2 separate regions of the Anas platyrhynchos genome follow, and region 1 is linked to region 2. A link is a contact called in public Hi-C data. All regions are on one chromosome and are shown on one strand. Each heading gives the region's core, a stretch centred on a gene start, on an enhancer-like site or on the middle of the called end of the contact. The rest is flanking DNA. Distances are from core to core; before and after follow the strand shown. Region 1 overlaps MAMLD1 (mastermind like domain containing 1). Region 2 holds the start of MTM1 (myotubularin 1).

Evidence for each region. A called contact is a pair of places that touch in the nucleus more often than the background predicts.
Region 1: a contact with region 2 is called in a Hi-C map of skeletal muscle, with 1.9 times the contacts expected there. The contact joins the enhancer-like site here to the promoter of MTM1 in region 2. A contact is called at or near these places in 4 of 8 Hi-C or Micro-C datasets (liver, skeletal muscle and subcutaneous adipose tissue).

The regions. Positions count from the first base shown.
Region 1 is chr10:10,745,173-10,747,872 of IASCAAS_PekinDuck_T2T, forward strand. All of the region lies in intron 2 of MAMLD1 (mastermind like domain containing 1), which reads right to left. Among named protein-coding and RNA genes, the nearest start is that of MAMLD1, 47 kb to the right of the region's middle. Within about 2 kb of position 1,394, at least 1 of the 8 cell types and tissues checked has an H3K27ac peak or open chromatin away from gene starts, as enhancers often do.
Region 2 is chr10:10,524,638-10,527,337 of IASCAAS_PekinDuck_T2T, forward strand. It overlaps MTM1 (myotubularin 1), which reads right to left and starts at 1,315. Exons shown (of 16, transcript XM_038184175.2): 1 at 1,199-1,315; 2 at 828-941. The coding sequence starts at 830.

The DNA of each region.
Region 1 (2,700 bases), core at 144-2,643, 220 kb after region 2:
TTGCTGCTAAGAGAAGAACACATCTCCAGGGTATGAGTTCAGACAACACAGAATTCCAGTTTTCAAATAATTCTTGCTGCTTCTCTCATGCAAGTTATTGGGTAGATCTCAGCCTCTACTTATTGCCTCTCCATTTTCCCCTCTCACCCTGGAGAAGTAACTCATAATATATATGTATATATAACATACATATAGTATGAATGTACAGCACATAGTGCACGTGCATTATCAACAAATAAAATATCTAAACCACCAAGGTTACTCTTAAGAGCCTTCCTATTAAAATGTGCCTCCTCTTCACAGGTTGTTATGTCACTCTTTTCTTTTTATTAATAACATGAAAATCCTTATACACCCAGAGCTGCAGCTTGCAAGCAGCCACACTTTCAGCAGGAATGGTGCAAGCTGTGTCTCTGTGGTGGCACCAGCTGAGGCTATGGAGACGTCTACTCCGTAGATCCCGCTGTATTCTGTAATAATCCCAGCATTTGAATCCATTCTTAAAGATGCTTCACAAATCACATCAGTCCCCTTGGGCTACAGAAAACCTATCTTTTTGCTCTGCTTGATTTCAGACTGTGCATACTGTGTGGTATCATTATTAGATATCAAGAACAAGTGTGATTTTCTTCCTTGGTGTGAAAAGAACATACAATCACTTAGTTTCCAAACCTATAATACAGGCTAGAGCAGGAACCTATCAGTTAGGGTAGCTTCTAATCTATAATTTCCATTCATTCCCTGCTGGCATTGTTATTTCTTTATCTCTTGTGTGACACCACCACCACCCCTAGTAACATATGAGAAGGTATTAAGCAAAACAAATAAAAAAATATGAGCAGATGGATAGAGGGAACATTCCTCACTTTAAAACCATTAACTAAAACCCAAACCACAACCTTCCAGCCCCCAGTCTTTCAGGAACCACTTGCAACACCCAGTACAACATAATTTTTCAGCACACTCAGAATGAGAAGTGATTTTGGTAACTATTTTGTACCTCTGGCCAATGTTCTGCAGATGACCATGCTGTCAAACTCTACAGAGCACAGAAATTTACTGTTTTCTGCTTCTTCATTTGTATTTTGTTACATGCAAGAAAAACAATTATATAAAACTACAGCCTAAATTTATTTGCACCAGTTTTTAGCAGAGCTAGAGCTCAGTTTGGAATACTTGAAGGACAAATCTTATCTTTGCTACTGTATACGAAAACTTTTTCCTCATTTCTCTGCTCTCCTGAGAAAATAGTTCAGATATTTTTATAACCCAAAATGAAAGCTTCTATCTGTATCAACAGAAGCAGTCCCTGGTACCAAAACTGCCAGTGACTCAGTTAGCTTTCTTGATTATATTACTGAACGCAGACACTTCACGACCTGACCACTGCTAACCACTTTGGTTCTAGGATGTTCCCACCCGACAGAAACCACACGTGCAGCATCCACCCACGCCTTCAGAGTGCTGTGTGTGGCATCCGACCCTACCCACTTCAGCGACAGAGAGGGTGAAGGGTAATGAAACCACGTAACTATAAAAATCTCTCATTTTGCATTCATATGAAAGACTGAGAGATGAGCCAGCACAATCTCCTATAATTTTACTTACCAGTCTGCCCTTGAAAGTGTCTCAAAATCACTTAGTGCAGTAAGATCTTGAAATCTGAAGACCAAGTGTCCTATTTAGCTATAGCTAATTAGTCTACACATCCTGCAATGCAAAAATATAATTGACTCTGTGTGTAAAACTATTTGGGGGGAGCCAGTGCATTTGCATGCTAATACAAGGCACTGTTTGTAAAGATAGACCTCGCTGGTTTAAATGGGATATCAAAAAGGTGCCAATTACGGGGAAGGGGTGTACTGCATTATAAACCAACAGCCTTGTGCAACTAACTAATTGCTCTACACGCTGTACAATCCAAAAATATAATTGACCCTGTCTGTAAAGCTATTTTGGGGAACAAGAAATCATTAGCATGCCAAAACCATGTGCTGGTTACAAAGCAAGGAGTATGGCCACTGTGACCATCTGCCTCCTATATGAGCGATCTACACTTTCTGGAAAAATAAAAACAAAAAACTAAACCAAACCAAAACAAAAAAACACTCTTTTTTTTTTTTTTCTGCTGTCCAAAATAAAAACAGGGCTCATGGGGCTTTATGTGCAGGGCATTTGTAGTACTCCATAGAAGAGGAATATCTTTCAAAGGATTCTTCTGTTCAGATTGAACCCTGCCAGCAAGGATCCTGTCACCTGGAGCACCACGGCTTTGTGTACCAGTTTGGGTTGGCAGTGCTTCTTTTCTAGGGGTGTTCCTTGTTTGCACCTGGAGAAAGAGTTCCACACAAACATGTGCAGAAAGTCCTTTAGTCAGGCAACATGCTAACTTTTTCCATTAATAAGCAATAAACACCAGTGAGCTAAAGATGCAGAGTAATGGCTGTCTGTGTACTCGAGAACCACAACAATGCGACAGATGCTGCAGCTTACATGTTCCCAACCCATCGTGAGTAATCAGCTGTACCACATAAATACCCAGGGTTTTTTGTCTTAGTTTCTGTCTTCAGCACGCATAAAATGGTTCAAAAGATGCATTTTTCATGTCTATAGCACTTACATATCTCCACGATGCAAAAATACTGATGTTTACAATAACTGCCTTTGTCCAATTTTCTTCTGTATTGAGACATTACTAAG
Region 2 (2,700 bases), core at 65-2,564:
CTCTAATGTGGAAATCCTATGCAGAGTCTTAACCATCCTCATGTTCCCATACATATTTGAGCATCTCACTGCCTGCCTGCTCTTAAGCATTTCCTCTGTCACCTGTTCCCAAACAACACTGCCATTTGTTTCTTTTCCCAAATACACTCGGGAATGAATGTCACATGAAAGGTAATGTATAACACGGGGAAGTCAGAAGGAACAGACCGTGAAACAAAACTTACTGTTATGCAGTCCAAGTTCTTATAAAAATTAATGTTGCCTCCTTTAGAAGGGCGCACACACCGTTAAAGATTTACAGTGAGCTCTCACAAAACTAGTCTTGCATTCTAAATTGGCTCTTACTGGTTAACTTTGTACCTCCACATGGCAGGAATACCTCAGCTCTAGAACTTGCTCAGCCTCAGCGATGCCACAGCCTGTCTCTTCCAAAAGAAGCTTCTCAGACAGTGCAGAAAGGGAAGACCCTGCCCCTCATCGAAAGCATCTCTCTCATCTCTTGTGACTCGTGCCACACAAGGCAGCTACACACAGCCCCCAAAGTTCTGTGTATTAAGGCTCGGTGAGCTTGCCAGTTTTGTCATTAACTGTACAGCTTAGCTTCTTTTTAACCACGTAAACCACAAATCAACATTAAAAACTCCAGCAGGAAAGCCGTTCTGGGTTTGTACAGCGATAAGGTACAACACCGTGAGCTACCCACCCGTCAAACAACAACACAGCCCCAAAACCACGACTGTGCGTTGAACCCTATGTACTTCTAAGTACGTCCAGGTTCACTCAGTGCCTTTCATAACGAGCCAACGCTGGTTCCGTGCTCCCCTTACCATCCACACCCGTGACGCTGAGCTCCCCCACGGTGCCTTCCACAGCCTCACGAGACCCGGGGCTTTCTGCAGGAGAAGCCAGCACCTCTCCTACCCCCTCAGCTCCGCCTGCATCTGCAAAACAGGCGAAGGGCCGGGATTCAGGGGGGCGCGGCGCTGCTCCACCCCCACAGCAGCCGCCCGCGGCCCCCAGCCCAGGGCCCGGCTGCCTCAGGAGCACCCCGGGGCCCCCCCCCCCAGGCCCCAAACCCGGCCCCGGGGCGAGCCCCGAGCCCCAAAACGCGGCGGGGAGAGCCCGGGGCCGAGCTGAGGGCGGGGAAGGGCCCGGGGCTGAGGGGGCTGAGGGGAGGCAGCGCCCGCCCCGCACTCACCGCGGCCCCGCCGCCGCCGTCGCCGTCCCGGGCCCGAGCGCGGCCCGCCCCGCCGGAAGTGGGCCGGGCCCCCGCGCGTGGGCTGCTGGGGGCTGTAGTCCTGGCGGGGCCGCGGGGCATGCCGGGAGCTGTAGGCGCGTGAGGCGCTGAGGGATTAGGCGGGAAGGGGGCGCTGAGGGGAAGAGGCGGGAAAAGGCGCTGAGGGGAGAGGGAGCGGCGCCGCTTTTTCTCCAAGCAGGGAATTCCTAAATAAAACAGCGGGGGAAAAAGGAGCAAAAGGAAAGGAAAACACGTTCCCTGCGTCTTCGAGAACGTGGATCAAGTTGATCAACCAACAGACGTTAATAACCATATATATCCCACTCGCCCAAGCCTTCTCGACACACCCTGGCAACAAATAAAAATTTACATAAATTTTCTGATGTAAACAACATCAACAACGTTCTATATGCAAGATCAAAATAAATAAATTCTTGGACTGCCTTTCAAAATGGCCCATTGTCACCGTACAAACCAATGGCTGCGTACAGCCAGAGGGCAAGGTGGTAATTTGGGGACGCTTTGCTGTCTGCTGCTGCTTGCCCTCAGGAAAAGGGCCTTTGGGATGTTACAAAACATTTGTGATGTTGTAGAGTATATTTGTGAGTTACAAAGCAGCCACGTCCAGCTTCTCTGGGAGCTAACTTGTTCCTGTCAGCGGAGAGCCAGTGCTCTCCCTTCTCAGGGCTGGGCATGACAGAAGAGCAGAGCAAAGGAAGAAAAATAAAGAAAACAATATAAAACAAAAGAAGCACCTTGGGCCCCTTCATGATTTCATACAATTACAAGCTTGTTATTCAGGTTAGCCAAGCCTGGCGGCTCCAGCAGCACCCACCTCACACCAGCACGGTGGCAGCGCTCACCCCGTCCTCTGCTGGAAGGCAGACCAGCACCTGCCCATACCATGCCAACAACCACAGTCTCTGCTTTTCCGTATCTTCCTCAAAAACCTTCTTCGGTTTCATTTTACCAGTCCTTTGTTGTCCACGAACAAACAGCTACACCATCTGGAGGTCCGACTCTGAGCTATAAGCGCGTTGAGGTGAGCCATGTGTTGGTACCAGACAAGGTGTCCTTTCAGAAAGAGCCACAAGACAATTACTTGAAAATTAGCTTTATTCATTATTTTAAGGCGTCTCCTTTGCTGTCAACAATTTCTGTTTTGAATTCCAAGAACTGTAGAGAATCAAAGCAAAACATACAAGGGATGGATCCTCTTCTCATGAAGAAATTGTTTCTTGAGTAAATAATAGTTTTCTACAATGAGCATGGAACTGTGAGTTTAAAATTAATACACAGCAGAAGTAAGCGGTGAGCAAAAGGAGATGAAATATTAGTTTACCTCTGTCATTCAGATAGTCTTGTTTGTTGTCTTCTATGATACACCCTTGCTTCTGACCTCATCCCTTCAGTAAAGACCAGCCAGAAAATTCACTGACGCAATTTTGAAGCCTTGCTTTAAT